Regions from separate parts of the Anas platyrhynchos genome. Here region 1 is linked to region 2. Evidence: chromatin contacts called from public Hi-C data. All regions are on one chromosome and are shown on one strand. Each heading gives the region's core, a stretch centred on a gene start, on an enhancer-like site or on the middle of the called end of the contact. The rest is flanking DNA. Distances are from core to core; before and after follow the strand shown.

What was found. Hi-C and Micro-C count contacts between places; a contact is called where the count stands out from the background.
Region 1: a Hi-C map of subcutaneous adipose tissue shows a contact between it and region 2, with 2.5 times the contacts expected there. The contact joins the enhancer-like site here to the promoter of PHC2 in region 2. A contact is called at or near these places in 3 of 8 Hi-C or Micro-C datasets (liver, skeletal muscle and subcutaneous adipose tissue).

The regions. Positions count from the first base shown.
Region 1 is chr22:8,005,739-8,009,970 of IASCAAS_PekinDuck_T2T, forward strand. It overlaps ZMYND12 (zinc finger MYND-type containing 12), which reads right to left. Exons shown (of 8, transcript XM_072027071.1): 8 at 3,271-3,702. The coding sequence ends at 3,583. It overlaps SLC2A1 (solute carrier family 2 member 1), which reads left to right. Exons shown (of 10, transcript XM_027443192.2): 10 at 1-154. Among named protein-coding and RNA genes, the nearest start is that of ZMYND12, 14 kb to the right of the region's middle. Within about 2 kb of position 2,038, at least 1 of the 8 cell types and tissues checked has an H3K27ac peak or open chromatin away from gene starts, as enhancers often do. A contact at or near this core is called in subcutaneous adipose tissue, where this site is marked.
Region 2 is chr22:7,945,965-7,950,040 of IASCAAS_PekinDuck_T2T, forward strand. It overlaps PHC2 (polyhomeotic homolog 2), which reads right to left and starts at 2,461. Exons shown (of 15, transcript XM_072026831.1): 1 at 2,348-2,461.

The DNA of each region.
Region 1 (4,232 bases), core at 788-3,287, 59 kb after region 2:
AAACATCTGACAGAACTCATCACACAGCTGTGCAGCATACCAGAAACTGTGCACTTCTTTCTTTTTTTTTCCCCCAACAGATGCATAAAAATAAGTGCCAAGAGAAAGGCGTGTGGTGTGCTAACAATAAATGAGAATGTATGGAGCGACCCAACCTCCTGTGTGTTGTGCTTTTTTTTTTTTGCTGGTGACTTATGGGCAGTGGATCAAACCCTTACCTGGGCCTTTCCCTGTGGCTCTTGGTCATCTTTGGACATGTGTTTGTGGTCACAGAGCATTTTTCTGTGCTACCCCCTGCTCCAGGGGTAGCAGTTGATGGGGAGCAGTGCAACCCCCATAGCACTCCCCAGAACGGTGCTATTACCATCCCAGCTGTGGCCCAAGATAAGGGTTTCTGGCTGTGTTCACCAGTGCCCAGATCTGGGCTGGCTGTGCCCCAACTCCATTTTTCCTCCCTGCAGCACCTTGTGGTGGGGCTGGAAAGGGGGAAGTCACACTGCTGGAGCCAGCGGGAAGGCAGGATGGGGAAATTTGGTGTCTGCACTGGTTTGGAGATGGGCACAGCTGATGGATGCAGGCCTTGTTCTGGGAGTGTTGCTTACAGCACCTTTTGTAGTTTCAGGTTCACTGGGATAGGCAGTGGCTGTGCCTGTCCTGCTCCCAGACCAATTCGTTCCGGACTGGAGCAGTCTGTGCAGCCAAGGCCTCACGGGGCAAGGCAGGGTGTGCGATGGGCTGAATTCCACTTTTACCACTTGGCAAAAAGTGAACAGCACAGGGACAGCCGGGCAGCTTTTGGGAACTGCAGAAGACCCCAGCTGGGCTGTGGGGCTGTGGTTTTGGCTGACGCAAGCCAGCAGAGCCTGGTTGCTCACAGGCATCGTGTGCTGCCTACCTACAGTCAGGCCCAGGCTGCCTTCAGCCCAGGAGCTCTGTTTTGGGCCCTGCCAGCTGCCAAGCAAGAGCTCCTGCCAATGAGCTCCTTAATGGGATTGCCTCAGCACAGGTGCAGATTAGCAGGGCTCCTCCAGCACGCACAAAACTTTCCCTCAAAGGAAACCAATGTTCTTGGTTACAAAAGGTCTGTGCCGAGCAGTGCCATGCTCCTGGGTGTGTTGTTGCCACTTCCTGGTACTGCTGAGCTGCCTTCAGACATCGCCAAGCCGCCGCATGGGCCCATGGAGGAGCCTTACCAGGGCCATCCCTGGGATTTAACTGCCCCAAGCCCCATCTGGAACCCCCGGAGCTGCACTTTGTGCTGTGGAGGTGCCACCTCTGCCCCCATCTGCAGCTCTGCGGGTGGGCACCTGACACGATCCATCCCCTGAGGGCTGTCGCTGGACCCCACAGCTGCCCCTGGCCCAGTCGGCTGCTCTGGGAGCTTCTGGGGCTGGGATCTGCGTCGGGACAGCACGTTCCTGCGGCTCTGCTGCGAGCACCTAAGACAGGGAGGAATGGCGCTGGTTCCTGGGGGAATTTTTCCCTTTAACAAGGTGCCAAGCACTACAAGCCCGAACACTTCCAGGCAAAGAAATGCTGATGTTGATCACTTCAGTTTTCTATTATTTATTGAAATGTCTCTTTCCCCTGAAGTGTATACAGAGGAAAAGGCTGTTCCTGAGGGTCAGAGGAAATAGCTCCTGTAAAAAATCTTCCAAATCTCCCAAAAATGCTCCTTGTGCAAATTCCAGCAAGACACACAGTGGAACACTGGGTTGAGGATAAGGTCATCTGCCCAGGGCTCCTCTCATTACCATTGCTAGGGTTTCCTTTTCCAGCCCTTGCTCATCAGTGTGTAGGCCCTGCTCCTGGAGATGCCCGGCCCTCAAACCTATGAAAAATTAATTTTCACACTGCTTTAAATAGCCGGGAACAGTGATACTGTGCTGTGTGGCACCACCATGGAGGGGACACAAGCCTGACACGTCACGCAGAGACAGCCTGGCTGTGGCATGCCCTGGGGGGATTACTGCCTCCAAATCCCCAGCCACAGTGATCCAAATCCTCCATGTCCTGAGGCACAGTGCCAGCAGGCGCTGAGCATCCTGGCTGCTGGCACGCCCCCTTGAGTCCCCCGTGTGCTCGGCCCAGTTTCAGTGAGAGCTGCCCTGGTCAGCTGGAACAGAGATATGAGGGTGGATGTGTCCACCAGCATCTCCCGTAGCAGTATTTGGAGGTGTCCCACCTGCCCCCAAGTCTGTCTGCTATGGGTTGCCTTGTGTGCACTGCTCAGAGCTATCCCACCCTCTGTAATTAAAATCAGTTGAACTGGAGTGAATGGCTTTCCCTTTACCAGGAATATCAGTCCTTTCTAATTGTTCAGGTCCCAGCTCGACGAAGCATTTAAAAGCGTACTTGACTCCATCCCAATTCAGCAAGGCAATTAAATGCATTCATAAATCCTCCTGAAGTAAATGAGAATTAATCGTGGGCTTAACGCTCAGCTGAATCCAGACCTCAGCAGCAGGGCAAGTTTCCCTTAACCTCTTTCCCAGCTGTCACATGCTTCAGGGTCTGAACCAAGCTCACTGTGCAGCTGCCTCCAGGTACAGGGCTGGCTCTCGCGGGGCTCCTCTAGCCCTTCTCTAATGTATCTTGGCCTTCATACACCAAGGGTCACACATACTCTGTGCCCTGCTGTTCTTCTTTCTCTGCTCTGCAAGGAAGCCCATGAGAGCTTGGCAGCCAGTTTGATGGGAGCCTATGGGGAGCAGCACACAGCAACTCAGTGGATTTTGTCCTCTCGGGGCTGGCACCAGAGAGAATGGGATGCCTATGTGCTGGCAAGCTCTTGGACATGAAGAAGCCACTTCTTTGGGCTGCAAGCTCTGCTTGGCTAAAAGGCTAGCTAACTTTTTAATCTTTTGCCTCAAGTCCATTGACAAGCATGCTTACAGCTCTTGATGCTGTTCTCATGGGTCCTCCTGGATGCAAGTTCTCCCACGCGTGGAACAAATGAGTCCCTCAGTGTCCAGAGCTACCTATGAGACTCCTTTGAAGTGCTGCAAAAAGTGAGACTGTGGTTGGAGACTGAGGGGTGTTACAGAACGGTGAAACACCTGAGCAAGCCCAGCCATGTTCGGGGGAGCAGGTGTCAACCACCCAAGTTAGGAATGTAGCGAAGACCTTCCCTGGTTTCCTCCCATATCTCTCCATGGTATCTCACTCATGAAAGTGAAAAGAAAATTGAGGAAAACAGTAACAAGTATATGTCAGCTGGTTTTAGCTTCTGAATCACAGACAACATGAACAGACAATGAACAGACAACATGAGGATGCAAAAGGCTGTTCTTATTTACATAAGCAAGTAGGTAACAATTCATGCATTTTGTGATGGTTGTGCTTTTGTTTCCCACCCTCATGCTGTTATTCCATAACAGTCTACAGAGGTTGACCAGCATGTGAAAATAAACTAATACCACAAAGCTGAACTTTCAAACACCTGGAGATGGAAAAGGACACATCTAGAAAGATGACAATAGCAGACAGGACCTATGCCTTGTAATGTATTTTCATTGTTTTCAACATAGTTAGATAACTAGGATCTGTAGCCAAGGACCTGGCCCTGGTAGAAAGAGCTCCTTATTTTGTGTAAAAAGGCTTGGAGTTAATCAACTTTAACAAACGGCCAATGGCTTCTAGAGATTCTTGTTGGGGCAGTTGTTTCAGCAGGTCAAAGGCTTTTGTCCCCATTTCATAAGCCTGGAATGAAACAAAAAAGACAATGTAATTGTCAGGAATTTGGCTTTTCTCAAGGAGCACTTAAAATACCTGCAGAGGCTCATTGGAATAGCTGCACTGGATCAGATCCAGGCTCCAGTCACTCAGCTGCCTGTTTCAGAGGGTGACCTGTACAAGCTGCTTTAGAGGAGAGAGTAAAGCTGCCAACAGATTTATTTTATTTATTTTATTTATTTATTTAGGATCCAGTGGTGCAGACAGAAGAGATTACTAACCCCAGCTCCTCCTGCTGGAGATCATTACCTCCCATCTGATACAGCAGTTCATCTGAACATTCTCAAAGCTATTTCAAGCAGAAACAGCTGTATTGACTCAGTTTGAACTAAATCCCTCACTTCCCTCAGCAGTTCATCCAGTGACTAGACATTCCCACAATTACAAAGCTTTGCCTTTTTTCTAATTTGAATTTGTTTCTTTGTGTCTTCCAAATCCTATGGCTTTCTCTAGTAAAACGAAGAGACCATTAATAATCTGTATTTTCACCCTTCAAA
Region 2 (4,076 bases), core at 1,211-3,710:
GGACAGGAAGGGAAGGGATGAGGGGAGGGAGAGAAGGAAAGAAGGAAGCAGGAAAGGGACAAAGGACAGGAGGGATGGGGACAGGAGTCGGAAGGGATGGAGGGACGGGTGGAAGGAGGGATGGAAGAAGGATGGGAGGGATGGACAGATGGAAGTGGGGAAGGGAGGGAGGAAGGAAGGAGATGAAGGGAGGAAGAACAGCCAGAAGGAATGGAGGGACAGACGTAAGGGACAAAGGGACGGGGACGGAAGGAAGTAGGGAAGGGACGGGAGGAAGCAGAGAGAGGAAGGGAGGGAAAGGTGGATGGATGTAGCCATGGGCTGAGGGGGGAGGACAGACAGAAGGACAGACAGGAGGAAATGGGAAAGGGGCGAAGGGAAGGACAAGGAAAGACAGAATGACAGACGGAGGAAAGGAACAAACGGACAGACGGATGGGAGGGAAGGGACAAAGGGAGGGAAGGAGAGAAGGAAGGACAGACTGAGGGACGGGGGAGAGAGGAAGGGGACAAAAGGAGGGCGGGAGGGTGGGGAGAAGGAGGTAAGAAAGGGATGAAGGGAGCGAGGGAAGAGGGACGGACAAAAAAGGCAGGGATGGACGAAAGTACAGAGGGGGGCAGGGACGGACGGACAGAGGGGACGGGATGGAAGTACAGAAGGGAGGAAGGAACTGGGACAGGGGTGGAAGGAAGGAGGAAAAGCATAGAAGGAAGGACGGATAAAGACGAAGGGAGGGAGGGAGGGAAGGAAGGACAGACAGAAGTAGGAAATGTCCGAATGGGGGAAGGAAGGACAGAGGGATGACAGGACAGGAGTGGCACAGGGTGCGGGGAGGGGAGGGCAGCAGGGAGCAGGGAAGGAAAGGGCCGAAGGGTGGGAGGGGAGGACGGGGGAGAGAAGGGGTGGAAGGAGAGGAAACGAAGAAGGAAAGGATGGATGGAGGGGACAAAGGGAAGGACAGAAGGAAGTGGGCAAGGGACGGACGGGAGGGATGGAAGGGCAGGAGGAGGACAGGGACGGAGGGCGCTGGGTGCTGTCAAGGCCGCAGGGAGGTCCCAGGGCAGCAGCAGGACGGAGCAGGAGCAGCTCCAGCACCTCCAGCACCACCGCGGCCCCAGTCGGTGCCAGCCCCATGCCCACGCCACCAGGCCATGGCCACCGGGACACGGTGGCTCCACCGCCTCCACTCACAGCCACCGCGTTCTGGCACTCCCAGAGGTGCCAAGAGGCCTCCGGCCACCTGCCCGGTGGTGGCCCCGCCACACGTCCCGGCCGAGCCCCTGGAGGTGCCACCACGGTGGGCGCCACCAGGGCGGGTGCCATGGCCAGCACCAGGGACAGCGGCACCGGGTGCTCCACCATGGACAGCGGCCACAGTGGCCACGGCGGGTGGCCCTGGTGGCCACAGCAGGTGACCCCGTTGGCCACGCCATGGCACGGCACAGACACAACCCGGCACCGTGCCCCGGTGCCAGGTCCAGGGGATGCGGCAGCAGCGCCGTGTCCCGGCTTCGGTGGCGCCTGGCTGCCCGCAGCGCCGCATCCCCGGAGGGCGCCGCTGCCCCGACGCTCACGGGGACGCCGCCAGCGCGTGGCTCCGGTGCCACGGTGCCCGGGCACGGCTCCCGAGGCCCATCCCTGCTCCACGGCCGGTGTCGCTGTCCCCGCTGCCGCTTCCTCCCGGTGTCACCGCCGCAGGGCCACGTCGCCTCGTGTGGCTCCCCAGCTCCGCTCGCTGCCACGTGTCCGCCGTGTGCCGGTCTCGACGCCGCCTGGGCGGGAACCGCGCTCCGTGCTCCGTGCTGAGCGGCTGCGCTGCCTCGTCCGGCTGCTGAGCAGCGGGTGCCGGTCCCGGTGGCACCGGGGCCTCGGGGACACCGCCACCGGCACCGGGCAGGGGGTGACGGTTTGGGGGCGGCCGCACTGGGCCCTGCCGGAGCTGGAACCACACCGAGGGGCGCCCCCAGGACCCCCGCTTCGGGCCCCGGAGCCTCCCCGGCGGGAGGCGAAACCGGGGTGCGGAGGGGACCGGAGGAAGGGGGGGGGAGGGAGGACCCGGGGGGGGCGGCGGGCGGGGGGAGCCGGGGAGGGGGGAGAGGAGGGGGGCGGGGCGGCGCTGCCGGTGCCCGCGGGGCGCTGCCGGCGGCCGGGGCCGTGCCGGGGCGGGCGGGGGGAAACTGAGGCACGGCGGCGGCGGCGGCCCCGCGGCCACACGGACGCGTGCGCGGCGCGGCCCGGTCCCGCCCCCCCCCCTCCCGGTCCCGGTCGCTCCCAACCCCTCCCCGCCGCCTCCCCGGACCAGACAAAGCCGCCGGGGCCCCGAGGCGCGGCGCGGCGGTCCCGGTACCTGCGGCCCCGCGGCCCGGGCCGAGCGGCTCCCGCCGGCCATGACGGAGGCGCCTCCGGGGGCTGCGGCCGCGCGGGCCGGCGGGGGCGGGGCGGGGCCGGCGGGAGGGGCGGGGCCGGCGGCGGAGGGGGGCGGGGCCCGGCGGGGAGGGGGCGGGGCCGGGCGGGGCGGGGCGGGGCCGGGCGCTGCCTGGGGGCGGAGGGCGGCCGCGGCTCATTTGCATGTCACGTGCTCCGCGCGTCCAATCGGCGCCCGGCCGGCCCGGCCCGGACACGCCCCCCCCCCGCGCCTCGCGCCCGCCATGGCAACGGGACGGGAGGGTGGGGGTGGGGGGTCGGGTCGCCATGGCAACGGGGGCGGGGCTGCCCGCGCGCTGCCCCGGGAGCTGAGGGGGCGGGGGGGGGGGGGGCGAGGTTTGCGGGGGGGCACCGGGATTGGCAGGGGGGGCTCAGTTCTGCGTCTGCGGCTCAGGGCTTGCAGCAGGCACTGGCGGCTTGGCGGCTCCCGGGGGGCCGCACAGGGTGCGGGGGCTCCCACCCAGCCCGAGGCTGCCACCGGGGGCCGGGACCCCCCCCCGGGCTTCGCTGCAGCCGCCAGGAGGGGGCGATGCCCGCCCTGCCATGCCCGGCTCGGGGCGGCACAAGGAGCCCTTCTCCTTTTTTCTCCCTTTCTCCCCCCCGTTTATTTTATTTTATTTTTTATTTTATTTTATTTTTTATTTTATTTTATTTTATTTTATTTTATTTTATTTTATTTTATTTTATTTTATTTTTTATTTTATTTTATTTTATTTTATTTTATTTTATTTTTTTTTTTTTTTTTTTTTTTTTTGCCCCCTTCCCTGCACAAGCAGCGCCCAGCAGCAGGGAGCACCTCCGGGACCCCACCAGCACCCGCACATAAAACCGCTCTGTAGCAGATGGTGGCCCAAAACGGGTGCTTTCCAACCCAAAAAGGCGATGGCTTCACCTCCACGTTTTGGGGTCACCCTGATGGGCCCCGTGCAAGGCCAGCATCCCTTGGGTGCAGGAGCGAGCTGGGACCGGGCTGGGCCCCGCGTGCCGACGTCGCACCCGCGGCACGGCCACCGGCACCGCGCTCCCGCCACGCTCTTCCCGTGCTCGCACTGGGGAGCCAGGCAGGAAAAGCTTTTAAGCAGAAATCCTCATTGTTTCCACCCAGCGGGGTGGCCATTCAGCCTCCAAACATACGGAGGGCTGGGTTTCCAGGAGGAAATTTCCCTCCAGACGCAAGGGGATGTTAAAAAAAAATAATAAAAATAAATAAAAAAAAATGCTGCGTTTGGCCTGAAAGCTCGGGGGGTGGAGGAGGAGGAGGGTTTCTCGGCGAGGTGTGGCCCAGCCGCCCCATGCGTGGGCTCGGCGGGCACAAATATTTGTGTGGATATTGAGGAGTGGGTGGGCGCCGGGGGGAACAAAGCGCGGACGTGGCGCATCCCCGCAAACAATGGGGCCGGATATTTCCCGGTGGGAGCAAGGCCTGGCGATGGAGCTGGCTCACATCCTCCTACCTGCGGGCCCTGCACTGCCCGGGTGGGCTCGCGGTGCCACCGGGACCCCGATTCACGTTCTGGGGGGGGTTTAAGGGGGCTCTGCCCCTGCCCTCTGGTGCCATGGGCGTCCCGAAGCCCCTTGGGTTGACTCGCACCCATCCCTTGCGTCCGCCTGGGATGTGGCACAGGGGTCACCGCCCTTCCCAGGGCTTGCAT